7 separate regions of the Mus musculus genome follow, and all the other regions are linked to region 3. A link is a contact called in public Hi-C, HiCAR-type, HiChIP or PLAC-seq and promoter capture Hi-C data. All regions are on one chromosome and are shown on one strand. Each heading gives the region's core, a stretch centred on a gene start, on an enhancer-like site or on the middle of the called end of the contact. The rest is flanking DNA. Distances are from core to core; before and after follow the strand shown.

Region 1 (3,465 bases), core at 281-2,780, 2.5 Mb after region 3:
CCAGTTACAAAGCGATCAGGGGAGTACCCAGCAAATGCTTCTGAAATTCATAATCAGGCATGGATTAGCCCTGCCTCAACTTAATATATTGTCTCAGAGATTAATAGTAAATACTGTCTTTCTCTTCCTTTTTCTTGGCCTGTAGGCTAGTGTTTAGGCTGGGAGCCTTAGCCTGTTACGATCCCCTGTCGTTCATTTAATAAAAAGAACAGTTGGGAGAAGCATTTTAGCAACTGCATCAGAAGCATCACCTGTGAGAGCCAACGGAGGCTCCAGCGTGGCCAGTATTTGAAAGCTCAGAGTTTGTTTTCGAAAGCTGGTGACGGTTCTCATGTCGCCTGCCACTTCCAGTACTGGCCAAAATAATAATTTTAACGCCTCCCAGTGGATTATGCTAACCTCAACTCAGTTCCTTTAGAGAGATAGAAACCTATATGTCTCCAGCTCGGTCATTATAAATAATATCTACGTGTGCCCCCAAAGCTCTAATTGGCCCCATCTGTATTTCTGACAATTTATAATAACTGAATGGTATCTGCAAAGCAGTTAACTTTCTGGAAAATACTCAAAGACACACACTGAATGCTGCAATACAGAATTGCCTTCGACTCAACGTTTGCCAATTTCTTTGCATGTGTAAGCAGAACTATATTTTCAGAGAAGTTACAGAAGTCCCAGGCTGAAGTGCTATTTAATCTCCTTTCATAAACACCAGCCCTGAGCTACAATTAGCTGCTTGTGGTTGCTGCTAAATTGCTCCCCATAAGATATTTCATAACTTTATGGTTCCCCTGCTCACCATACTATGAAGAATGTGTGAATGCACCTAGGACCCAGGCATTCTTATGTCGATGCTCCAGACATAGATGTTCTTAAACAGTTGATTCCCTGATCATGGATCCTGGTCTTTCAGGCCGTGTGAGAACATCTTTTACACCAAACGGGTACACCTTCGACTCCTTTGGGCTGCACCCCCCAAAAAGGTAGCAGAGACTTAAAGGACCCTTGGCACTTGGTGCGCGTTCACTGGCAGTACCCTAGGCAGAATTGGGGGTCTGGGGTGGTCCTAACCCAGACCGTGGGACTCGCAGAGAATGGGTGCTGTGGAGTGGTGTTGGGGGAGGGGGGAAGGCTTGTTTTGCTGGGTGATTTTTTGGAAAGTAGTCGCTCGCCTGTTTCGCGGGTTTTTAAGCCCCTTGGCATGCCCTGACCTGATCCGGAGGGAGTCAACTGCTCTCAGGAATGTTCCTGGAGAAGGTGGGAGACTGTTTCCCAGGCGAGGCCCTTGGGTGCTGGAGGGCACCCGCGAGGTCAGGCAGGGAGATGCGCGCAGCGGGGGCTGCAGACACCCCCTCCCCCTGGGCGGCGGCGGCGGCGACAATGACCGGACCCGCGCGTCTGCACCGCCCGGCTGTCAAGCGCGGGGGGCGGGCGGGAGGAAGGGGTGGAGGTGCGAGGGGAGGAGGAGGGCTGGCACCGGAGCGCCGCGGTGTCGGTGCAATAAAAATGCATCCCATGGAACTGCCCATGGAGAAGGACGGGACCGAGCCTCGGCGGCCACAGAAGGTGGGAAAAGCGGAGGAGGACAGCCGGGAGGCGGCGGCGGCCGGGAAGTGAAAGGTCTCGCAAAGTTCAGCGTCGGCTGCGGGCGCCGAGCCCTGGGCGAGCGGCGCACCCGCCCTCAGGGCCGCTCAGCCGGCAGCGGCCAGGCCGGCTATGATCCCGGGGCTCCCGCCGCTGCTGAGCTGCCCGGGCCCCGCCAGGCCGGTGCGCGACGGTCACCCCGCCGCCTGGCGCGGCCCCGGCCCGCGGCTCTGTGCCCACGGTGCCCACTGAGCGAGCCTGGCGCTCCGGGAGGAGGAAGAACCACAGAGCCCCCGGTGCTCCCGAGGACCACTGCCGCTTCATCCCACCCGCTCCCGCAGCTGCCCGGCCATGGGGAGCTGCGCACGGCTGCTGCTGCTCTGGGGCTGCTCCGCGGTGGCCGCAGGTGGGTGGTGACGCGGCCGGGCCCCCACCCCTCTTCCCTTGCTCCTGCCCCTCCACCCAAGCTCGGGGGCTGGGGGATATAGGGGATCCCGGACCGGGAGCCCAGAGCTCGGCTATTGAGGATGAAGCCAGTGGCCATGTTCCGTCTCCTTTGCCCGCGACTCCGCAGTTTCAAACACTATTGATTTTTTTTTTTTCTCCTGCAACTGAGATACACATGTCCTTGAATAACCAGATATCCTGGGTACGCCCTGCAGAAGATACAGAGAGATCAATGTTTCTTTCTGGGTTTGGCTTGGGGGGGAAAACTGCCTCTGCACTTGGTGAGGGGGAACAAAGGACCCAGCTCGCCATCCCCGGGCTCTCCATGGCCTGAGGAGTGACGAGGAGGGGTGGCCCAGAGACCCTGGGCGTGCGTGGGCCGAGACCGATCTCTCACTTAGAGAGATCGCCACCTTCCCGGATCTCATTCTGTGTACTTGAGAGCCAGGTAGGGCCACCTGGGGTGAGGGTGAGCGCCCTCTTCCCGGGGCGTTGGCTGCAACGCTGTAGAACTCGGAACTGGGACCATGGGGGGTGATCACTCAGGTGGTGATTGCCCGGAGCTGGCTGACTGCCCCTGGGGAATCGGTACCCTGGCCGAAGCTCTGCAGGAGGTCGGAGGCGGGTCTGTTCCTTGGCTCAGTAACTGGGTTACGGGCAACGGGCAGATGCCCCTCTCCCCTCCCGCTACGGTCCTGTCTCTCTTGGACTGTCTTTAGGCCACCGGTTCCAGGCTTGCTGTGTCTGAGTCCCCGGGAGCCTCCTCTTTCTCTTCTCCCCCTCCCTTCTCGCAGGCCACCTGGTTTTCAGCTAGGTTAAGTACAGCACAGTGGGGTAGTGGGGAAAAATTGTGAGGGTCTGATTTCATCCCCCACCCCAAACCCCTCAGACGGACTTGACTTGCTCCTGAAAGAGACGTGTGGGTTAGAGGAACCGACTGGAAGGTTCCAAGCCCTGGGGCAGGCATCTCTTCAGTTGGTCTGCTTCCATTCTTTTCCCCAGAGCTGCCAGCAACTAAGTCCAGGCTTAAGAGGCTGCGTCCTCTATCAGGGTGCAGCCTGTGTTTGCACTGATAACTACTTCTTATCAAAATTATTAGTGGGTGGAAACTTTTAAATTATTCATTATTTTTTTTTACCCCCAAGGATCTGTCAAACCGCTCACGGTTAAAAGATCTCTCTTGAATTCTTCCTGATCGCACTTCGTATGATGCACTACAAGTCCACACTCCCCCTACTTTTCATAAACCTTTCCCTTTTCAAGTCATGCTATGGCAAACAAAACAAAACAAAAAGCCAAAAACAAGCAAGCAAGCAAGCAAGCAAGCAAGCAAACAAACAAACAAACAAAAAAACCCAACCACCACCACGGGAGCAATCAAGAGGTTGGGAATAAAGAGCACTGGGGGAATGTTGCAAGTCAAAGATACTTGTA
Region 2 (3,738 bases), core at 654-3,153, 2.4 Mb after region 3:
TTTTGTCACAGTGATGGAAAGCTCACCTAACTGGGGAGGGGTGCATTTAGAGGAGGGCAAATTCAGGAAGAGAACAAGAAACTACATTTGAATTTTGAAAAAAATTGTATTCTGATTTTTGAATCCGGATAGCGTTTTATCTGGCCAAGTTCTATAAAATGCCCACTTTGCAGTAAATCCAGTGATGGAAAGGACCAGACAGGTTGGAAGCTGACCTATGAATGCAGGTTAAACACAAAGCCCTCACTTGGGACTCCCTACTTAGGAATTCCTCTTCTGTCAGAGGTTTGTCCTGGTTGACATGGAGCTGACTTAACCAGGAGCCACAGGGCAAAGGGCTCTGCGGAGAGCTGGAGGTTGAAGCACACACCACTTCATGTGTGCTGTTGGACTTTAAATGAGTTCAGGCCTACGATGGAGATCTCTGATGGCCTCAGCCTGTGTGGGATGACTCTGGGGGTGTGGGGTTCTCTTCAGGACCACATTAACCACACAGCTGTCCACCTTCTAAGAATGTGGGCTGTCATTCAGTGGTGGGTTTTGGAGTCATGTTTGAACAAAGTGCACATCCAGTAACATAATTACTCAAGGAAGCTAGAAACCACCTTCCAAAGGTGTTAGGAGTTTTGGCCCTTTAGAAACTATTAACATGGAATAGTGAGGCTTTACTGTTTACTACTAAGTGGGAAAAAGAATAAACTACAAAATAATACACATTCATTCCTTCTCTTTAAAAGGTGTGAGTGTTGACACATTTTTATTTACTTTAGAAAACAACCCCAAAGCAAAGCGCCTGTGTGTTAACCTTAGTTCCCTGATGCAGGGCTTGAGTGATTTTGCGGGTCAGCCGTAGGTTTGTTTGTTTTACGACATGGTCTCACTTGGCTGCCCTGGAATTACGTAGAGCAAGCTGACTTTGAATAGTCTACCCCTGCCTCCAGAGTGCTGGTATTAAAGACATGGCCACTATGCTGGACTACATAATGCACACCACAGGTGCTTTTTGAGGGGGGAAAAAAGATGTAATGTTAGTTTTATTTAAAAGTATTTTTTTAAAGAGGGGCATGTCTTTGATCCCAGCATTCGGGAAGCAGAGATGAGTGGAACTCTGTGAGTGAATTCGAGGCCAGTCTGGTCTACAAGAGTCCAGGACAGCCAGGGCTACACAGAGAAACCCTGTCCTTTTTTCTTTTTCTTTTCTTTCTTTCTTTCTTTCTTTCTTTCTTTCTTTCTTTCTTTCTTTCTTTCTTTCTTTCTTTCTTTCTTTCTTTCTTCCTTCCTTCCTTCCTTCCTTCCTTCCTTCCTTTCCTTCCTTCCTTCCTTCCTTCCTTCCTTCCTTCCTTCCTTCCTTCTTTCCTTTCTTTTCTTTCTTTCTTTTTTTAAGTTCTTGATTGTTTTTTGAAACAGGATCTCACATGCAAACTCTACATACAGTCAAGGATGGCCTTAGACTACAGACCTCACCTTCTGCCTCTTGGGTGCTGGGACTGCACACCTGGATCAATATCCGGGATTTTAGAGCAAAAAAGAGTCTACAGACTCTTCTGGAAACAACAAAGCAAACCCACCAGCCAGTACTTTAGAAGCTATAATGGGATCAATGATCAATGATCATAATGAAAGATGCCCTGAAGGTGTTTTGTTGGAGAAAGAGCTTTCGCTCCGGAACCCCATCTCGCCTGTCCCCAGCTACTGGCTACTCACGTGCCCACCACCACGCTGGCGCCCTCCAGCACCGCCAGGCTGCGCAGCGCAGACCCGGTCAGGAAGCGCTCGCCGCGGGCACACACCAGCACCACTTGCTGTGCGTTCTCCAGCAGGAGGCGGTGGCTGCTCGTCATTGTCGCTCTAGCCGCTGGCGGGCTGCGGAGGACAGGAGAGCCTGCGAGCTGTGGCTCCCGGGCAGGGCGGGGCGGGGCTGGGCAGCGTGGGGCGGGAGCTGGCCAGCAGCCAGTGACCGGGACAGGAGCAGTGCCAACCAGAGCGCCTGGAATAAAGTTGGAATAAACTTTATTGTGGACGCCAGTCTTTTCAGGTCTCCTTTCCAGGTTTGGAGTAAAGGAGGTGATGGTTATATCACCCCCTCCCCAACCCCTAACTTCTGGATTAAAAACAAAACAAAACTGAAATTTAGCCACCACCGGAAGTGATCAAGTTGGGCGAGGTAGATGCGGTGCAGTGGCCAAGTGAAGTGTTGTTGGGAAGGGCTCACACAGAGACGTCAGTGGTGTGTGTGTGTGTGTGTGTTACAGTGACAGAAACAGAGGCAGACACAGTGGGGTGTGTGTATGCGTGTGGTGTGAGTGTGCATGGTGTGTGTGTGTGTGTGTATGTATGTATGTGTGTGTGTTAGACACAGTGACAGAAACAGAGACAAAAACACACTGTGCCCTGGGAGCTGGAACTTGAACCTAGCAAACTTGCGCTGACAGGCGACAGGGGCACGGGGCAGAGGCTCACGGTGTCCGCGTGACCCTCCTAGCCTGGCTGCGGGTGCCACGCGTGTTCGGTTGGCCAGATCGGCGCTTGGGCCTGGTAGTAAGCGGTTCCCAGGATGAAGGGAGCCTGGAGCAGGGAAGGATGAAGCTGAGACACAGAGTATCAGTTTGGTGCCTCTGTCTGCTTTGTCCCGACCGCCTTCTTGAAGGATAGGTCTCAACAGTGATCCAGACTTGTTGAGGTAAAACCAGATTTGACCCGGGTGTCTGACACTCCCCCCCTCCTCCCGAGTGTGGTGGCTTTCACACACACCACTGCACTCAAGGTTGTAGACAGACAGTATCCAGATTGTTTAAAGAACTGGCAGGCAGGATTTGTAAAGAATACATACACACACACACACACACACACACACACACACACACACACACACATACACATATACACACACACATAAATTTTTTGAGATTACAATGACATCATTTCCTGATTTCCTCTTAAACCACCCTTGTTCTCTTTCAAATTCAAGACCTTTTCTATGGTGTGTGTGTGTCCCTAAATACATAAATACAGCCCACTTGGTCTGTATAATGCTATTTGTACATATGTGGTTTTAGGGCTTCCCCCCCCCTTGGTCTTTTTTCTCTTGTTGAGATAAGTCTCACTGTGTAGCCCTGGCTGTTCTGGAGCCCTTTATGTAGATCAGGATAGCCTTTTAATTCAGATCTCTCTCTCTCTCTCTCTCTCTCTCTCTCTCTCTCTCTCTCTCTCCCTGGTTCCCCACCCCCACTCACACACACACACACACACACACACACACACACTGCACATCAGTGCTGAGACTAAAGACTATATCACCCTTAAGTTATTTAGTTTCTATGGTATGTTTCCTAAAAAGATAAGAGATTTTCTTCCCTTGCCCAGGCCAACAAATACTACAAGAGATGGGGGTGGCAGGGTCAAGGACTGAAAACAATACCATAAAAGCAGGCTTACTCTGCAAATCACAAAGATAATTTTGGGTCACCTTATAGCCATTAATAAAACAGACAGTAAAAATAGCTTCCGACAGACTAGAAGCAAATGTCCTTTAGGTCCACACCATGTTCTATAAGAAAATAGAGATGGGGTAGAAAAAAACAAAACAAAAACAAAAGAAGGAAGTTATAAAATAATGTGAGTGAAAACCTCAACAGCTGCTCACAAAGCAGAAACACAACCACAAATGTCTGTGTACTGCCAAGAGAGAGAGAGAGAGAGAGAGAGAGAGAGAGAGAGAGAGAGATTAACCAGGGGTGG
Region 3 (3,479 bases), core at 772-3,271:
GAGCTCAAGTAGCCGAGGACGGCCATGGACTCAGGGATTACAGGTGCCCGACGCTGTAATTCACGGGGCTAATGCTTACTAGACACTGATTTGTGCCAATCGTTTGTTTTTTCGAGACAGGGTTTTTCTGTGTAGCCCTGGCTGTCCTGGAACTCACTCTGTAGACCAGGCTGGCCTCGAACTCGGAAATTTGCCTGCCTCTGCCTCCCAAGTGTTGGGATTAAAGGTGTGCGCCACCACCGCCCCGAGATTTGTGTCAATCTTAAAACACTTAGGCATTGAAAGTTAAGGGTAAAAGTTTTCTCAACTAAATCCACACATGCGTTTGATGTAACTTTCACTCTTGTTCGAGCAGTCAGGAAACAACCCACTTTTTTTTTTAAATTATCGCAAGACACTCTAAACTTTCGAAGAAGCAAACAGCTTGAGGTGTAGTTCCCGGCTAGTACATACAAAAAAGAGGCTTTGAGTTCAATTCCCAGCACCAAAACGAGAGGCAAACCGCGATACCAGTCAAAACATTCACATGCTTCTCGAAGATTTAAAACACTCCAAATCAACACTCATAACTAATTTTTAATGACTTGAATTCTGTTAACTAAATATAAACCTACAAAATACTATTTAAAACGTACCCCCAAAAAGCCAGCAACCAAAAAAAAAAAAAAAAAGGCAAAATGATACACACCGGCAGGAACGCATCTTACATCTCACTGGCCTGAGGCATTCAAATTCAAATACTGATACATCAGTATGTCATAAACTTTTCTTTTTGCTTCCGGATCTTTACTTCCTCCAGCAAAAATCTTACAACGATAAAACAAAACGCTCACTAGCTGGGATTCTCCAGGATGTCTACGGGAACAAACTTTTCCAAATGCAACGTACTTAAAACGTCCCGTTTACAGTACAGCAAACCCACTTAAGGCGGGGCCTGATGACTGGAAGAATATGACACGCGAGGAAACAAAACGGTTCAAAAAGCCCTCCATCTGTTTAAAAAAAAAAAAAAGTCAACAACATAAAAAGGCGGGAATGCCTTTATTTAAAAAAAAAAAAAAAAAAGGCCAGAAATGACTATGTCGCAAACTGCCCTCCAGGGAGCGCTCTGACACTGTTGCGAGTCACTTCGGCGCTAAAGCGGGAAAACGCTACAACTTCACCTCGCGCGCCGGGGGCCAAGCCTGTCGGGCTTTAGAAAACGGCTCGGAAGGCCGCGTCTACACCCACTCCGGACCGTGCACCCGGCCCGAGCAGCCAAGCAGCACAGCCGGGGCGGCTCGCACCGAGGACTCCCCTCTCCGCGCCTTCCCCGGCGGCCTCGCGATCGGGGCGCCGCCGCGGGCACGGGGAACCCCGCGAGGGGGCCAGCCCCGCCGCCGAGCACGCGCCGCGGCCGCCAAACGCCCGTCTCCGCGGCCCCGGGGGGGTTCGCCTTACCCTGCCGACGGCGCCGCGGCCGCGACCCACGGAGGCCCCGGAGCCGAGCACCGGCGTGGGCTCGCGCTCCTCGTCGCTCGAGAAGTCGGGCGGCCCTTTGCTGTTGGCTCCCGCGGCGAGCGGCGGCCGGTTGCGCGCCGTGAGGTGCTGCAGGTAGAGCTGCACGTACACGTCCTTGCGCTGCTCGCCGGCCGGGAGCGTCACGTTGTTGGCGACCAACTCGCTCTTCAACTTGTCTTTGGTCAGGACCGAAGGGTCCTCTAGGAACTCCGGCATCTCGTCCCCCTCCTTCTCTCCTCCCCGGCCCCTCACAGTCGCCGCCGCCGCTGCTCACGCCGGCGCGCTCGCTCGCTGGTCCCGGGGGCTGCGCCCGCCGCCTCGGGAGATCCCTGCCCCGGAGCGGCGCCGCGGGCACGGCACAGAACTCGGGACACAAAACCCAGGTCCGGCCCCCGCCACAAAAAGCCCCTGGCGCACGACTGGGGAGCAAGTGCAGCCGAACCCGGAGCCCGCAGCGAGCCGAGCCCATACACAAGCTAGTGCGTGGGGTGGGGTGGGGGGAGCCTGGCTCGCGCACGCCCCAAGAACGCGCGCCGCCATTGGCGGGCGCCCGGAGGAAGCGCGCCACCCATTGGCTGGGCGGCTCGCGCGGGTTCCAGCCGCCGCGGCGCAGGGCGAGAGGTGCAGAAACGCAGTTTAAAAGGCGCTCGGGCGGGAGCTCGGGCGCGGGGCCCGCTGTTTCCTCGGCTCTCCGCCCTTCCCCTCGGACGCTGATAAGGGATGGGCGGTACTGGGTTTGCACGCTGTTTCCCTCTCTCCTGGCCCCCTGCACCGGAGAAGCCTCGTCCCGGCCTCGATCGCCTTCGGACGGGCGGAGTTCTGCGCCAGCTCTCTTGAGGACCCTTTGCCCGGGCCTGGCTCCTTCCCGGGACACCGAGCCCCCCTGAAGAATGGCGGCCGACTGGCCTTGCCCCCTCCGAGTGCTGGCCCTGGAGGGGAAGCGTGAAAACCAGACAGGCTGTGGTGCGGGATGCGCAGGAAGTCAAATCCCCTCGGTTCGCAAACGCTTCTTTTGTCTGGAATCTAGGGAAAGCCAGACTTCCACAGCTGAAGGTTTCCATACAGCTTTAGTTTGTTACAAAATTGCATTTTTAAGTCTCCCTTTGCCTTCTTTTACCAAACCCTTTGGTTTCCATAGTTCTTGGGGCTTAAAACAAATGCCTTCTTTGTATTTTTAAGCCGTCTAGGTTAAGACCCCCACCCCAAGCACCAAGGATTTCCCCTAACTTCATCAAACCTAATGTTTGGTAATGGAACAAGATGAAACGCAACATTTAGAAAGTCTCTAGTATTCAACTTTATGTGCCTGTAGTGGTGCATACTAATTTTTTAATTTTAGAGGGAGCCAGGAACCCTGTAAAACTCATGCTGCTGATTCAAGTTAGCGTCTCAAATGTGCCACAGTTCTGTTTTCTGGAACACAATACTGACCAGAAATGTTTCCTATTAACAAATTACATATATGGGCGAACATGATCAGAGTTAAATTTATGTAAAAAGTCCGCAATAAGATGTGTAGTTAATAAACGCTAATGAGCCGGGCGTTGGTGGCGCACGTCTTTAATCCCACCACTTGGGAGGCAGAGGCAGGTGGATTTCTGAGTTCGAGGCTAGCCTGGTCTACAGAGTGAGTTCCAGGACAGCCAGGGCTACACAGAGAAACCCTGTCTCGAAAACAAAAAAAAAAAAAAAACAAAAACAAAAATAAAAAGCGAATGAAAGCATGTATAGTGTTTCAATGTATCTAGGGTTTTGAACAATGTGAATGTCTACACAGGAAATGGTTCAGGACACTGCTCGTGAGAGGAAGCAGCTGACCTCAGATTCAGAGTCTCTTAATCATTCCCTCAGTGTCTTAAGCTCTAGATTATGTTCTATAAAAAAGCCTTAAATTTAAGCATGAACAAAATTAAAAATATGAACAAAAATATTTAAACTGTGCTTACCTATGTCTACATGGTTAAATTGGAAGACGTTGA
Region 4 (3,690 bases), core at 563-3,062, 2.4 Mb after region 3:
CTCCTCCCTGGTTCATACTTTAATCTCGACTCCACTTTCTATTGTCAATCTGTGCGCATTCCCACCAGTCTCAGTAAACCTTTGAGGAGTAAGGTGACACAGTAGAAACCTGGTTTCCTGCTCCTCACCCATGCTCCTCCTCCTCAGCATACCTGCATGTTCATGTAGCCATCCACGGAGACCAGGTAGCCCTTGTACTCCATGCCCCACTTAAGTTTCACCATCACTGGCTTCCCTGTCAGCCCATTGAGAAAGGGCTTGGGGTTGAGGGGTAGACTCTGTATAAAAACCAAAGGCAGCACTCAATAATTTTTGCTTACCTCAGCTTCCACCACCCACTCTCTACTGAGACACCAGTCAAGACTTTATGACACAGGGTAAACTCCGATCCACCATCACTTTATAATTTGCTGGAGGGTGTCTGAGAGAAATTTAAGTACCCATTTAGCCAACTTCATAGTCCACTGACAGAAACGAAAATATGAATTATGCAATTAAATGTCGAATGACAGATGGGAGTGGGGCAAGTGTGTAACACAATGACAGGGCACTGCCCTAGGATACTTAGGTCACTAGTTCCATTTTGAGCACTGCCGAATGGACAAAAGCCCCAAATACCTACATTATCCAAGCTCTAAAGGAATCAAAATAAAGGTACAGGGTGGTCTCTGCAGACATTAAAAAAAAAAAAAAAGCTCAATATCGTCAGTGAGAGGGCCTCTTAATGCTAAATCAAGAAGTATTATTCCCTTTAAATTCATAACCACCCCCATACTCCATTCCACTCACACACCATCCCAAAGAATCTTGGAGAGCACAGGGTCTAAATGAGTAGCCAATTTACGCTGCCTATAATTTATCATCCACAAACCACTTATCAAGTCATGTACTATTGTGACTTAAAAGAATGCTCCAATGGTCTCTAACTGCACTTGACAGAGCCTCATATTTCCTAGGAGGCGTTAAGGTCCCAGGCTGTATTTTAAAACCATCATTCTTGCAAGCAGCGGTCAATTCTTGTCAATTCCAACTGGTCAAACCTACTTTCTACTTGGAACTCGCGCAAGAAATACTCTTCCACCTGCTCTGTGACCTGGATGTCTGGTTATTTGACACCTTCTGGAGAAGAGCGCTCCTCCACTGCGTTATAACTAGGCAGTGCACCTCTCAGAGCATCCTATCAGCTCCCTGCTTAACAATCACCGCTACTTGTAATTGCTTATTTTGTTGTTATTATTTGACGGCTGCCTACCTCCCACTCCTAAGAAAACGCAGAGTCTACCTTACCACCCCATCTTCCTGGCGCCTAAGATCAGTATTAAATGAGTGGAAGGGTAGCCGGGGTTTTCTGCGCCAGAGGACAATCTGCTAAAATTGTCAACAGCAAGGAATAAATGGCGCACTGCGGAGCGTGCTAGGTAGAAATGGAAAACTCGCTTCGGTTTACCCCTACCCTGTGAGCCCAAACTAGGCTACACCTCAGGCTCCGGGACAAACAACACGCGGAAAGGTGGCTGGGGATCTCGGGGAGGGGAAGGGCTTCCGCGCGCGCGCCGCCAAGGCCTCCGACGTCGGGAGCAGGAGCGAGCGGCCAGCCGCGCGGCGCCTCGTGGGGATGAATGGGAGGCGCAGGGGGCGGCGGGCCCCGCGAGGCCGCCCGTCCTCCAGCCCCCGCGGCGCTCATCGTCCTTACCATCGCGACCACCGGCGAGCGCTGCACCCCGCTAGCCGCCGACTCCGCCGCTGCCCGCCCCTCGTGACCGGAGCGGCTGCCGCTACAACCAAGCGACCCGCGCTAAGAGAAATGGCCGACAAAAGCGGCCTGACCTTTCACCTCACGCCGCGTTGTCTCGGCTTCTGTGATTGGCCACCAAAGACGTGTTTACTGATTGGAGGGGATGGCGGTACTGTTTCCTAGCAACCAGGTAAGCGTGTGTTTGTGTCCACTGCTCAAGTTCGAAGTGGGAACGATTGAGCGACCCCAATGTCTTTGCTTCGGGACAAGGGGAAGCTAAGTGCCCTGGCGAACGGACTTGGTTTCTTTAGCTAAAGAAGGTTTAGTCTGTCCTTCAGCTGAAAGAACGAGATCGGGTTCTGGAGGTCATCCTCCCATAGATCCAGCACTTGGGGAACACCTCTGGCACGGCCCCCCTTTTATGGGACTGTTCTTTATTACAGAATGTCCGTCCACTTGCGGGTTTTTAAAGGAAGCTGGGGTAGCAAGACTACGTGAGTGCTAGTGAAAAGCACTCAAGTGGGGCTTTACAACAGTTGAAACCAGGTCAAGTTAAGTCTCGGATAATGTGGTGGCCTCTTGTCGTTCTGATGTCTAAGCATTCCCAGAACCAGAGGCCAAAGGAGGTCCGTTTACGTGTGTTTGTGAATAGGATGTGGGGAATTATTGACGCTACCACAGGTTAATCGCTCTGATGGAAAGTTATCGATCAGAACCCCGTTTAATTTCCCCATAATCTCAACATTTCAGTATCGCTTCACCTGTGATATGAAACCCGTGTAAAAAGAGTACTTTTTTCTTTTTCGGGAGATCTAACCCTATATGAACCTGAACGGTTTTTTGTTTGTTTGTTTGTTTTGTTTTTTTGGCATGGATTCCCCAAATAACTCGAGATTCGAGATTGGCCCAGGCCTAAGCCTAAAGACTGTCGTTTATATTATTAAAGTATGCCAACACATTCTGGGGGTGTTGGCTCAATGGAGAAGAGCGCTTTTCGCACGTGAAAAGACCTGGGTTCGAATCCCATCCCCACATGGTGGTGACTCACAACCATCCAAAGTTTCATGTGCCGGGGACCCATCTCTCTCTTTTGACTTCTGTGGGTGCCAGGCCCTCCCGCGGTGCACATGCGCACATGCAGACAAAACATGATAAAGAAAATTTTAAAAATGATGCTGCTAATCTCAGATACATTTTGATCAGACCGAAATCTTAGCTCGGATTTTTTTCCCATGGTAATGGAAGAATAATTACTGTTCCTGACACTCAAATATGCTCTACTTATTCAGTCAGCATTGACAAATTTATAAATCTTAAACTCACAATCCTGGGGATACCTAGTCCAACTTCTAATTTAATACTGTAGGTGATGAAATACTGGGAATTAGACTCAGACAGATTCATGTTAGTATTTTTCTCCTTGTATTGAGCTGTCTTCCGTATTCTGCAAAGGACCAAGAGTAAAATGCACAAGGAGAGATACGTAATAAAACCAAGACAGACAGAATATTTGTCTCCCAGGTTATGGGAGAAACCAAAGTTACAAGACTGGGGGATGTACCAGTTACAAGTTTCAAATTTTCTACAATATTTCTACAAGTCCAAGCACCCAGAAGAAGCAGTGTTTCAGGTCCTCTGACCTGTAGTTCCTCAACTTCTAAGCCCCATCATCTTTAGAAAACAGACTCTAAAGCACAGATCTCAACCTGTAGGTCACCACCCCTGGGGGGCAGGGGGGTTGAGTAGCCCTTTCCCAGGGGTCATGTATCAGATATACTGCGTATGAGATATTCATAATAGCAAGATTTCAGCTATGGGGTGAGCAACAAAAATAATTTTATGGCTGGGGGTCTCCACAACATGAGGAACTGTCTTAAAGGGTCACAAGCAATTTGGAAGGTTGAGAACCACTACTCTAAAGAACGATTTAAATGAGAACACTTTATGGGCAGACA
Region 5 (3,728 bases), core at 1,019-3,518, 2.7 Mb after region 3:
GCCTGCAAACCCTAAAGGTTGAGCATGCTGTGAGATTTTTGCACCACCACCCAACGGTCAGTGACAGGAGCTGTCTGTAAGGACAGAGACTCAGAGACGAACCCCCCCTAATCTGCAATCCAAAACTGAAGCCCTAGTATGCATGCGAATGACACAAGGGGAGGACGTACCGTCCCGGCAATCTGCTCCAATACCCAACCCCCAACCCTGGACCAAAATAGGTAGGTCCAGCAACCAGGCCGCAACTAGGGTCGGAAGGGATTCCGAGGCGGTGTCCAAAACCCGCGCCGAAGATGGTGGAGCTGAATCCTGTGCATGTTTCAGGTCCGTGCCACTGTCTGCGTGGGAGCTGAAATCGCGCCCCGGAGACCCTCGCTAGCGCTACCATTCGGGAAGCGGAGGCGCTCTCATCCCCTACACCCTCCCACCATTACCGAGGAGCCGTGGCACGGAAAGCTGGCCATGCCAGCCACTCCGCCAGGCCTGACGATTGAACGAGGGCCAGGGCTCCCTCCCGGTTCCCATCCCCCGGGCACCCCTGGCGGGCCTGAGCCAAGTCATTCGGCCATGCCGGGCAGGGACGGCGAAAGCACGACTCCTTTACCTGACACAGCCCCTTTGCCCTTCTTCTTCTTCCGTCTTTTCTTCTTGGCGGCTTCCTCGGCCGTGCTGGAGGTTCCCTCTTCCCTGTCGTCTGGATCCAGGTCGCCATTCAGGTGGCCCCCGAAGGACGCTGCCTGCTCCACGCCCGCCATGTTGCCCGAGAAAGAGAGAGGGAGAGAGAGAGAGAGAGAGGGAGCGAGAACGAGCGGCGAGGGCCCGCTCCTTCTTCACCCACCTCCACCAGCGACGCCGGAAGCCGCGCTCGATGGTCCGGACGCAGGGAATGCTGGGACGGCGGAGGACTCTGCAGCACGCGGTCTAAGTGCCCGCCCCCTCTCCTGGCTCAGCGCTTACTCTGACCCTAAGCTTCTGCACCCCCTGTGCGCATCTTCCCAGCCTGGGAAAAAGCAGGGGGGCTTCGCTCCAGAGTGCGCAGGAGATGCCACTAACACGAGGAATTTAGTGTTCCCTATTTAAAAAAAAAAATCCTACAGGCAGTGATGAGAGAGGGTTAAAATAATGTATTTATCACACACATTCTTGATGACTCAAAGACCGCGTTAAACTCACTGTCACAGCTCGCGGGGAAGCTGTCGAGAAGCGTGGGATAATTTTGGAAGCCGGAATTCCGCGTTTCGTATGCTGCACTCCAAACCTCCGATGGTTCAAGATAGGATCATCGCTTGGAGGCGGTTAATCCGTTTAATCCCAGCACTCCGCAGAGAAGCGGGAGAATCTCTGTAAATGCGAGGCCAATATGGTCTGCAGAGTGAGTTTCCAGGATTATTTAGAGACCCCGTCTCAAAATAAAAGGACACTACGTTCTCACGCGTCTCTTATTTTGAGACAAGTGCAGGTTCTGACCAATGGGAACAGGCCTTCCTCAATAATGCCAAAACACACACTCTTCTTAGTTTTCAGTCAGTTCTTCACTTTTAGATGCTTCAACAAAGTATGCTTGAATTCTGCCCATGTCTTTTCCCCTAGTGCTTCATCAGAGTCCCTTATTCAGATTGCAATTTTCTTTTCTTTTTAGACCATTGCCAAAGTAGATGGTGAGTAGCTATCTGGATAAACCAAGGAGTTATCATCAGTAAGGATCTTTGCCCAGCTAGAGAGTTCTGGTGTTTTCATTAGTTTTAAACTAGGTACCAAATTTCATTGATGTCAGAATAGCTTCGAAGGTTCTCTTTGTTAGCGGTTTCACTTTATACAGGCCTGACCACAGCTACATAAAATGGGGCCTGGGAGTGTGTAGCTCAGCGGTTGAGCACTTGTTCTAATGCTAAAGACCCTACATTAATCCCCAGCACTATAAAAACAGAAGCAAAGCCTAGTGGTGGTGCACACCTTTACTGAAAAAAGGGATCTTTAGGTCTGATGGTCTCTGTTCTAAAGGTAGAACGAAGATGGCAGAAGCTAGAGGTCATAGAGAAGTAGTAAGCTACTGCTGGTATCAATACCGATGAAAGTGTAGGCAAAGGCTATAACTGGGGACCAGGGACAAGAGGCTTGAAGACAGAAATATTTCTGAAGTATAATTAAGAGAATATAACTGACCTTGATCTTGGAGGCGGGGGAGAAGGTAAGAATGGCACCCAGGTTTCTGGCCCAGGAGGCTGTGGATGAGGTGGAGTCAAAGATAAACTGCCTACATCCAAAGGTTGAGATCCCTGCAGGGCATGCAGACAAAGATACCCAGTCATCCTGAGGAATGTTTACTAGAGATAGGGATGCTAGCAGCATTGGGCCCAAGTGTGGCAGAAGGCTTGAAAGTTCAGTGACCAAAGTACAAAGAAAACCAAGAGGACACTGGTGTTTGCAAGTTTGGGGGTTTGATTTGGGGGTGGGTATTGGAGATTCTGTCAAGGAGCACTGACTGCTCTTCTGAAGGTCCTGAGTTCAAATCCCAGCAAACACATAGCTTACAACCATCCATAATGAGATCTGATGCCCTCTTCTGGTGTGTCTGAAAACAGCTACACTAAACTTACATATAATAAATAGATTAATCTTTAAAAAAAACCTACTACAGAAAGGGTAGACGGCACAGTCTCAAAAGACGCTGTTGGTTTCTGGTCTTAGGAAGCCACTGATGCTTTAATAGGACAACTTTGTTAGGAGATACTAACAAAAGATATTAAAAAGAAATTGGAGTGCACTAAGGATCTGCTTTGAGGATGAAGAATCCCAAACCCATTCCACTAGGGAATTGTAATCCTCTCCTTAGGGTTCTGGAAAGGACTTTTCTTGAAATTAAACATATTTTCCTTGCCCTCTATAATATTTTTCCTATATTTTTTTGGCGGGGGAGGGGAGAGACAGTGGGAGTGTTTCAAGACAGCCCTGGCTGTCCTAGAACTCTCTCTGTAGACTAATAGCCTCAAACTCAAATATCTGCCTGCCTCTGCCTCCCAAGTGTTGGGATTAAAGGCAAGTACCACCACCAACAACTATTTTCTTTATCTTTACTGTATCTCATGACATCTCAAATTAGCTTTTATTTTACAATGTGTTATTAGCTTCTCTTTGCAACTGCAAGAGTAGTAAAATTCTTCTAACTCAGGATAGTCCCCTCAGATTTTGTCTTAATAGACTTTCTTCTTATCTTGTAACAAAGTTGTTCTTGTAAAAGCATACACTTAGTAGTGGAATTCTTCACCTTCCTCATGGTCTCTGTCTAGAGACTACAAACTAGACACGAGCTAGAGACATCCAGGAAGAGGAAACTTCAACTGAGAGCATGCATCCATCAGATTGGCCTGTAGGGAAGTCTACAGGCACATTGTCTTGATTAAATGATTAATGTGGAAGGGCCCAACCCACTGTAGGCAATTCTATCCCTTAACCAGGTGTTTCTGGTTGGTGGTATAAGAAAGGAAGCTGGGTAAAGTGTGATGGTTTGTGTACACTTGGCCCAGGGAGTGGCACAATTAGGTGTGGGTGGCCTTGTTGGAGTAGGTATGTCTGTGAGTGTGGGCTCTTTTCTTTTCTTTTCTTCTCTTTCCTCTTTTCTTTTTTTTTTTTTTTTTGTTTTTTGTTTCTTGTTTTTTGTTTTTTTTGTTTTGTTTTGTTTGGTTTGGTTTGGTTTGGTTTGGTTTTTTTGAGACAGGGTTGCTCTGCGT
Region 6 (3,813 bases), core at 211-2,710, 2.9 Mb after region 3:
TCTCCTCTTTATCTCCCACATTCAATCTGTAGCCATTCCCTCAATTTCATATTAGAGATGAATATCCAAGTCAGTATTAATTTTTCTGACTTCCAAAATGTATGCCTTTGTCCTCTCTACTCAAGTCCTCATATCTAGACCCTTCATAATAGCAAAGCAGTCATATTTCCCTCCTCGATACTGTAGCTATATTAAGTCACTTTGCAACCCTCCATACTCCAGCCCCTAAAGCTGCACGTTCAGTATTGTCACCCCACCCCGATCTTTGGCATACATAAAACCCTTTTCCTGGAGTACATTTTCTCCCATCAATCTTCCTAATTTCATTCAGAGCTGAAGATTTACCTAGGGTATCACTTGCTGTGTGTAGCTTTTTAAAGTGCTATGAGTGGACAATGGGTTCCAAATTATGCTTCCACGGGCAGTTTTTAGATATCTCAATACTTCACATTCTGTACCGTACCTCACCCTCCCATTATACACCACGGGGGATTTCTTCTCTTTCTCTTGTATGAATTCCCTGAAATCTAGTTGGCTGAGGGAAAGTATGGCATACATATTCAATACATACACATACACGTTCCAGGGTGTGGGTATTGACCTGTCTGATGGGGTAAAAATGGCACTAAAGCCATTAACTAGGCTTTATTTTTTAAATTCAAGATGGCAGAGACATCTTAAAATAGTCCAACACAAAAGCATTCACATCCAGACCAGAGCTTCCATTCAGAACTGGCTACACTTAGCGCAACAGCAAGGACAAAAGAATGGAACCTAGGTGCTGAGACGCCAGAGCTCACACCATTGGCCACAGGTCTCACTTAACAGACCTTAAACCCCACATAGAAAGGCACCTGCTGCCTGCCTGCATTCCAGAGGCCACACCTTGATGATGATGATTATGATGATGATGATGACCGGAGGCACTTATGGATTAACAGGCCCGCAAAAATCAAAGATAAAAAGGGAAGGAGGTTAAGTAGTAGACAGAATATCCAGCACGTTTCGGCCCCGCCCCAACGAGGCGCAGTCCAGGGCGGTGCAGCCATAGGGTAAGAACCGATCAAGGCTCCCGCCCAGGGCCGGTCAATTGCGCCGGGTCTGGGAATTCTGGGCGAGCTCGGGGCAGAGGCCAACCACGCCAGGATCCCCTGAGCTATACCTGTCAGGCGGCTGCAGCAAGTAGGCCCCGAAACAGCGGAGGATTGGGGACCCAGGCCCGCAGGCGCCCGTCACCCTATCCCTCCCCTCTGAATCGCTTTGCCTTCTCGCTCTTCCTTTAGTCCTTCGGAAACAAAGACGGTCCACACTCCCCGCCATTTTCTCCTCACCTCAAAAACCACCTCTTCGTCAAACTCCGGTGTCATCCTTCTCCGCCATACCACCCGCCTCAGCACGATGGGAAATGAAGGCAGGAGGGCGGGCAGCACCCAGGCTTCGGCTCCTGCCCACCTCGGGGGCACTGAAAACTACAACTCCCGGCATGCATCGCGACCCACGCCCCTTTCCGACCTGCTTATTGGAGAAGAGGGTGAGCGTGTAGGCTGGAGGGGCGGGAGCGGGCGGGCGTTCCAGAGCTCCTATTGGAGAGAGCTATGGCTTTTGTCTGCCTTTTACATCCCCTGACTACTAGGGGGCGCCTGGAGCGCGGATTTTTCTCTCAAGTTGAGGTGGGGCGCGCGTCCGCGAAGCCGCTGCGATCTCCTCTCGTGCGCGCGCCTGGCGATCGTCCCGGAGCGCGGCGGAGCGGCGCTCGTGCACGTCCCCCTGTCGCTGGCCGCTAGCGCCCGGGTCCGCCGGAGGGTCGCGGGAGCCGGCGTCCGTCCTTTGTGAGGCGCTCAGGCGGTGCGGGACGGAATGTGGGCGCTGCGGGGACTTTTGTCTTCTGCTCAAACTCTGGGGAGTGTGGACTGAACGGGAGCCATGGACTGAGGGCGTGAGCCGCGCGGGGCAGTCATGACTTCTGCCGCGGGTAAGTGGCTGCGCTCGCGCCGGGCTGGGGAGTAGTCGCGGCGGGCGCCGGCGGGCTCCGGCTCCCGCTGCGTTCCCCGCGGGTGGGCGGTGCGGGACTGGCGCCGGTCGCCCGCGCCCGCTGTGGGGTCCCCGGGATGCGTCCCCCACCCCTGAGCCCAGGTGATGGGACGGCGTCGCGGAGCTTGCTCGGGTTCCGTGACTTAGGCGCTGTCGCTGCCTGTGCGCGGTGTGGGAAGCGTGGAGTCCGGTGTGGAGGAGTCAGTTATTCTAAGCTAGGACAGTTTTCCAGCGAGTTGAAGAAACTCCGCCACTAGCCCGCGTTGCTTGAAAACCTAGTATTTATTGACTGAAACTCTTCGCGCTTGTAAGGAGGGTTGGATAGAGCTGTTTGCACCCTGGTGTTTTGAGCCCTATTACCTGAGTGAGTATGGACTATTAGTTGGTAAAATAAAACAAAACCGAGTTGCCCCCTCCCCTGCACCTACCCCTCCCTGTTTTTTGCTCATCTTCACCTTTTCCTTCCTTCCTTCCTTCCTTCCTTCCTTCCTTCCTTCCTTCCTTCCTTCCTTCCTTCCTTCCTTCCTTTCTTCCTCCCCCCCCCACCCCCCTCGTACCTGGACTGTGTAAACAAAGCCCTATTTTCAGTCTGCCTCCTTTCCACTCACCCAAATGACAAAGCCTCTCCTTACCTTTGTGTGAATTTAAGCACTTTGGCTCATTGTGTTGTGACCTTTTTAAGGAACAGTTTCTAATCTTCCAAATTTGTGTCCAAGGGACAGTCTCTTTATAAGAACACAGCACATTTTCAAAGCCAGAATTTAATAAGGTATGGGATATATTAAAGGCATCTTTATCCACATCAGAAGAAACTTTGATGAGAGATTTTGTAGTAAAAGAGCGTAAGTTTCACTTCAGTTAGGTCTAGAATTAGCACTTAAGTATCAGATTAAATTTTCTTTGCTTTTTTTGGCGTTTGTTTAACATTCCTGCAACTTGAAAACTGTCAGGAGAGCACACACACTAAATGTTCTGATTTGTACTTCTAAAGCCTTGAAGGAGTCACACTGCTAGGCAAAATCCGGATTACTTCAAACAGGCAAGAAATTAGTAACAATAAGAAAGTGAGACCTTTATTCTCTTTGAAGTGATGTGCATTCATCACGTGATCATCATGCACTGAGTTATTTACAAACGTTTCTCTCAGTTTTGGGATGTGTTCCATTTAAACAACGGATCGTTTTCAGCCCAAGTTTCTGTACCCTCGCCATCGTTCAGCTTTTTAAAATGACTGAATTAATATAATTAATTTAAAATAAAAACTTAAAACTTAATAATTAAAATTTCTAGAATTCAGTCAGGAAGTTTACGATTGTTTTCTTCAAATTAATCCAGAACAAGGCTAGCTATTTTTATACTTATCAACTTTACAATTAAGGAAATCCACAGCATTTTTGTGGTATTTAAAAGAGAGACACTTCCTGTGTCTAGCTGAGTGAGTTGATTTTTTTTTTTTTTTAAGAATGGCTTGCTGAGAATCATTACTTTTTTGCTCACCGATTTGATGAGATTTATTGTAAGTTTTTGTTACATCTAGGGGGATACGGAAGAGGACTGAGGTTTCTCTTTCCTGCCCATTATATGAAGTTATACATACATTTCCTTGCTAGTCGTGTGTGTGTGTGTGGGGGGGGGTTTCATAATAATGAAATTTATTAAAGCTTTGGGGAAAATTACTAATGAAGCAGAGCGTTAGTTTTAGCCTGATCTAGTGTAGTTGGGAAGGGTGGCCTAATTTATTATTAGGGGGCTGTTGTACCACCTTTAAGTGACAGGTGTCCC
Region 7 (3,778 bases), core at 545-3,044, 2.4 Mb before region 3:
GATGGAGCAGGGATGCAGATACATCAGTAAGATGGTACAGATTCTTTTCCAACAGGATGAACAAGTCCCTTAGATGTATAGTCACAGCATGATGACCATATTTAATAACAATACACTGCCTATTTGATAATTGCCAAATAGATCTTCAGTGTACTCAACCTACAGGAAAAGGGAATATGAGGGTTTGCCTATTTTCACGGTAATCATTTCTCTCTCATGCATATGTATGTATGTGTGTGTGTATATATATCTATATATACCTATATATCTATCTCACACTGTGCAACATACATATAATATTTTGTCAATTAAACCCTAGTAATGCAGGCCGGGAGGTGGTGTTGCACGCCTTCAATCCCAGCACTCGGGAGGCAGAGGCAGGTGGATTTCTGAGTTCGAGGCCAGCCTGGTCTACAAAGTGAGTTGTAGGGCAGCCAGGGCTACACAGAGAAACCCTGTCTCGAGAAAAAAAAAAAAAAAAGCCCCAATAATGCTAGACTAAATCTTAGGCAGTTTGTAAATTTCCAAAAAGATGACCATTTTCATTATAAACCAGAACATAATAATGCAATGTTTCCATGTGGAAGAAAACTTCCTAAAAAAGGGCTATTATTATTTCCGGCGAAAACTCAAGAGCTTGAGATAATTGTACTTTTCTGTTTTGAGAAACTTAACAGAAAATAAGCCAATTTTTTTGTTCATTTTCTGCATTTGAAGTACTCTTCAATGACATCTTTCGCCTGAGATTCTTGGCCAAAGTCCTTAACCACCACACAGCTGCAACCTATCACTTTCCGAGGTTTCCCCTTTCGATCAATTTTGCAGAGGCCTACCCATTCCCCCAGCTTCTTGTTGTCATCAACCTTAATTAGGTTGATCTGGTGCTCAGCACAGAGGGTTTCCACCAACTTGATGTACATAGGTTTATCACAATTGGATGCAAGCACACAGAGATGGGCTTGGCGCTTGCCTAAGGCTTTGGCAGCTTCGTGAATTCCTCGCGCTAGGCCATCGTGGACCAGGGCGGTCTTCAGCACCTCTTGCAAAGCCGTATTGACGTCCATGACAACTCCAGCAGCAGTGCCTTCCTTAGCCATGGCGTGGGTTACAGGTGGATCCGACCTGGAGCGCGCCTCGAGCCTCTGAGAGGCTGCGCAGAAGCAAGACGCGTTTCTAAGAATTTTAAGAAACACCAAACCCTTTCACTATCGAAAACTACCTAACTTCCAACTCAAGTTGCAGGAGGCAAGAAGTTCCCAGTTCTGCGGAGGCGGAAGGGTGGTCGGTCAGGTGGCCACCCAGAGATCAAAAATTAGACACCTCGGGTACGAGGGTGCCCCGTGTTGGTGGTATGCAGTGACTGCGGGTGAGCTTTCTCGTTATTATTACGTAACCCTGGCTCCTCCTGCGGGAATGCATTTAGAGGAAAGTGGACCGCCTCCGCAGATGTGCAACCACCGGGACGCTGCAACCAGCGCCAGCATTCTGTGCCTTCGCTTTATCGAGCTTTTATTTTCCGTTGGCCGATTCGCCACTTTATGATATCAGAATTTAACACGAAAAAGTCTCATTTTAATATTTGAGAAGGCCTTATTGTCCAGAAAAGTGGAATCAGGAAACACTTTTGTCTTAAATTTTTTTTTGTTATAGTTGTGGCGTTCATTTCTGCTACGCTCAGAGCGCCTGGGAGTTGCATCGAAAGCGCCGACGCGGACGCCCAGACCTCCGTGTCCAGCGCGCAGTCGCAGTGGCCTTTCGCCCCGGCTCCCGCCCCCGCTGGGTGGACGACGTGGAAGTTGCTGGCCGACCAGGCTTGGAGGAGTCCGCTTCGGAACCGGAGTCCGGGAGTAGCGGAGGTGGCGGCGCCCAGGCTCAACTAGGAGTCGCTGCCGAGTCCCGGCCTGTCTCTGAGGATCGGCGAGGGCGCGGCGGCGGTTCATCATGGGTGAGGAGCGTGGGAAGGGCGTCAGGCGACCGAGGGGACCGGCCGGGCCGCGGGGCAGCTCTTCGCTACCTTGGCTCTTCACCTGCAGGGAGATTCCGCCTCCCGGCTCGGTCCTTTGCACCCGCGGGGTCCGGACTGATCCCAGCCCGGCCTTTTCCCCTCATCCTGCATCCCCCATCTCGGTTGGGTAGGCGGAACGGGGCGTCGGGTGCCTGGCAGCCAGGCAGCTGAAGGTTCACCGAGGTGTCTGATCCTTCGTGGAAGCTTGGTGGCATCGGGGTGGGTGTTGGGACTGCGTCACTTCTGAGAAACCCGAGGACCGGTGTTGTTTGTTGATCCTTGCGCTGCTCCTGTCTGCTCGCCCGCTGTAGTTAGCTGTCCGTAGATATGGTGGATGGAGTTAGGTGGATTGTGAAGTCCGGTGGGACAGGGAGTGAGATGTTCATGTCGCTTCGCTGATTCGCACTTCTCCAGGTGAGGGAACTACGGTAGACGTCCGAGCGCACCCGACGGTGGTGATGCTCCGGTACAGGTGGAGCTTCTAGGAGTTGCAAAATCTTCGGTTTCTGTCAGTATTTACTCAGTTTTCTCAGAAGTGTGTGGATCCGGTGCATTATAGTTCCGTTCGGTTCTCTGTAACCTTTCGGCGTTGTTTTTCCAAATCTAGACGTCTAAACGGGCAAAAGGACTTTGTCAGGTCACACCCATTCTTTCTGTATACAGCTTGCTCCGTGTTCGCTTTTCTAGAGTGGGCAGCTTTAATTCTGCCATTCCCCTCAAATAGCAAAGTGTAATATCTCTTCCTTTCTTCCTCCTCTCCTCTCCTCTCCTCTCCTTTCCGTGTGCGTGTGCGTTTGTATGCCTACAAGGGAGCGCTGTTGGAAGTCAACCCTTAGTATGCTAGGCAACGCCCTTCTGCTGAGCTGTATAGCCCCAGCCCTTTTAAAACTTTGAGATAGGATCTCACTAAGTTGTCAAGTCTTGAACGCAACTCACTCTGCAGCCAAAGGTGGCCTCAGACTCACTGCTATTGGTTTAGCCTCCTATTGGACCACTAGCCAAAAGGCCTTGCCTTTTATTTTTAAAATTGTGTGTGTATCCGTGTATATTATATGTTGAGCATATTCTTCATATCCCCCACGTTTCCGTTTTCTCACTTTCTATTGTGAATCTTTTTTTTTTTTTCCTCCCTTTAGTGACTTTTGAAGGCAAAGTATTTGTGCCACAAATGCTTTTACATCTCAGGGTGCCTTGGGTACATAAAGGTTCCTGGGAATATTTTATAAAGTAGTGAATGTCGGGGTTTTTTTTTTTGTTTTTTTTTTTTTTTTTTTTTTTTTTTTTTTTTGTCTAAAATATGAGTTTCTAATGCACTCAGGAAACAGAGGCAGGCGGATCTCTATGTGAGTTTGAGGCCAGCCTGGTCTACATGCTGATTTCCAGGGCATCGAGGGCTGCAAAGTAAAAGATCCTATCTCAACAAATACTGCCCCCAAATAATAATAAGCAAGCAACAACAAAAGTGGTTTGTTGAGGCAGTTCTGTGGGTTAGTGGAGAGTGCCCTAAAAGTTTATATTGGTACTGCCACTGTACAGTGAGTGCTCTGTCACTCAGAGCACCCCATTGTGCCGCTTTTCCCCTGCCTGGCGCTGTGGTATCTACGGGTAAGAAGGAGACTGCACTAAGTTACCGTGTCCTTATTCTATTGATGAGAAAATGAACTGGACTCCTGAGGGGCAGTGTCTAAATGTCTGATGATGTGATCTGACTGCCTGACATTTCTCAGGACCTGGGAACTTCACGTGTTACTGTTTGCTGTTGAATAACATCTT

What was found. Promoter capture Hi-C pulls out the DNA fragments that hold promoters and counts their contacts. A called contact is a pair of places that touch in the nucleus more often than the background predicts. HiCAR-type assays count read pairs that join an accessible place to other places. HiChIP or PLAC-seq counts read pairs in DNA pulled down with a chosen protein or histone mark. Capture Hi-C pulls out chosen DNA fragments and counts their contacts.
Region 1: a HiCAR-type map of astrocytes shows a contact between it and region 3, with 5 times the contacts expected there. The contact joins the promoter of Ntn4 here to the promoter of Tmpo in region 3. A contact is called at or near these places in 2 of 115 datasets of contacts at active chromatin or transcription factors (astrocytes and embryonic stem cells).
Region 2: a Hi-C map of B cells shows a contact between it and region 3, with 9 read pairs. The contact joins the promoter of Amdhd1 here to the promoter of Tmpo in region 3. A contact is called at or near these places in 7 of 39 promoter capture datasets (the C10 cell line, embryonic stem cells, hippocampal neurons and 3 more), 1 of 484 Hi-C or Micro-C datasets (B cells) and 8 of 115 datasets of contacts at active chromatin or transcription factors (the 230-238 cell line, astrocytes, embryonic forebrain and 3 more).
Region 4: an H3K4me3 HiChIP or PLAC-seq map of pro-B cells shows a contact between it and region 3, with 10 times the contacts expected there. The contact joins the promoter of Snrpf here to the promoter of Tmpo in region 3. A contact is called at or near these places in 9 of 39 promoter capture datasets (the 3T3-L1 cell line, 3T3-L1-derived adipocytes, the C10 cell line and 4 more), 1 of 15 datasets of contacts at CTCF or cohesin (large pre-B cells), 4 of 484 Hi-C or Micro-C datasets (CD4 T cells, CD8 T cells, embryonic stem cells and 1 more), 11 of 115 datasets of contacts at active chromatin or transcription factors (acute myeloid leukemia, astrocytes, differentiating embryonic stem cells and 7 more) and 2 of 9 other capture datasets (adipose tissue and liver).
Region 5: a contact with region 3 is called in a promoter capture Hi-C map of pre-B cells, with 4 times the contacts expected there. The contact joins the promoter of Metap2 here to the promoter of Tmpo in region 3. A contact is called at or near these places in 2 of 39 promoter capture datasets (hippocampal neurons and pre-B cells) and 3 of 115 datasets of contacts at active chromatin or transcription factors (astrocytes, large pre-B cells and stem cell-derived neural progenitor cells).
Region 6: a contact with region 3 is called in a Hi-C map of CD8 T cells, with 4 times the contacts expected there. The contact joins the promoter of Vezt here to the promoter of Tmpo in region 3. A contact is called at or near these places in 3 of 39 promoter capture datasets (hippocampal neurons, pre-B cells and second pharyngeal arch cranial neural crest), 3 of 484 Hi-C or Micro-C datasets (CD4 T cells, CD8 T cells and pre-B cells), 5 of 115 datasets of contacts at active chromatin or transcription factors (embryonic forebrain, large pre-B cells, memory CD8 T cells and 2 more) and 2 of 9 other capture datasets (adipose tissue and liver).
Region 7: a promoter capture Hi-C map of adipose tissue shows a contact between it and region 3, with 2.9 times the contacts expected there. The contact joins the promoter of Arl1 here to the promoter of Tmpo in region 3. A contact is called at or near these places in 1 of 39 promoter capture datasets (erythroid cells), 1 of 115 datasets of contacts at active chromatin or transcription factors (large pre-B cells) and 1 of 9 other capture datasets (adipose tissue).

Annotation. Positions count from the first base shown.
Region 1 is chr10:93,639,519-93,642,983 of GRCm38.p6, forward strand. Ntn4 (netrin 4) reads left to right here and starts at 1,531. Exons shown (of 10, transcript NM_021320.3): 1 at 1,531-1,990. The coding sequence starts at 1,936.
Region 2 is chr10:93,538,130-93,541,867 of GRCm38.p6, forward strand. Amdhd1 (amidohydrolase domain containing 1) reads right to left here and starts at 1,904. Exons shown (of 9, transcript NM_027908.1): 1 at 1,705-1,904. The coding sequence starts at 1,841. Ccdc38 (coiled-coil domain containing 38) reads left to right here and starts at 2,503. Exons shown (of 16, transcript NM_175488.6): 1 at 2,503-2,680.
Region 3 is chr10:91,169,598-91,173,076 of GRCm38.p6, forward strand. It overlaps Tmpo (thymopoietin), which reads right to left and starts at 2,022. Exons shown (of 4, transcript NM_011605.3): 1 at 1,441-2,022. The coding sequence starts at 1,716.
Region 4 is chr10:93,587,846-93,591,535 of GRCm38.p6, forward strand. It overlaps Snrpf (small nuclear ribonucleoprotein polypeptide F), which reads right to left and starts at 1,813. Exons shown (of 4, transcript NM_027246.1): 1 at 1,694-1,813; 2 at 153-278. The coding sequence starts at 1,696. 4933408J17Rik (RIKEN cDNA 4933408J17 gene) reads left to right here and starts at 1,568. Exons shown (of 4, transcript NR_045810.1): 1 at 1,568-1,925.
Region 5 is chr10:93,888,934-93,892,661 of GRCm38.p6, forward strand. It overlaps Metap2 (methionine aminopeptidase 2), which reads right to left and starts at 2,269. Exons shown (of 12, transcript NM_019648.3): 1 at 2,164-2,269; 2 at 605-1,341. The coding sequence starts at 755.
Region 6 is chr10:94,034,339-94,038,151 of GRCm38.p6, forward strand. It overlaps Vezt (vezatin, adherens junctions transmembrane protein), which reads right to left and starts at 1,461. Exons shown (of 12, transcript NM_172538.5): 1 at 1,332-1,461. The coding sequence starts at 1,367. Fgd6 (FYVE, RhoGEF and PH domain containing 6) reads left to right here and starts at 1,663. Exons shown (of 21, transcript NM_053072.3): 1 at 1,663-1,972. The coding sequence starts at 1,957.
Region 7 is chr10:88,729,620-88,733,397 of GRCm38.p6, forward strand. Arl1 (ADP-ribosylation factor-like 1) reads left to right here and starts at 1,795. Exons shown (of 6, transcript NM_025859.3): 1 at 1,795-1,945. The coding sequence starts at 1,942. Gm4925 (predicted gene 4925) reads right to left here and starts at 1,482. Exons shown (of 1, transcript NM_001037166.2): 1 at 1-1,482. The coding sequence starts at 1,097. The coding sequence ends at 699.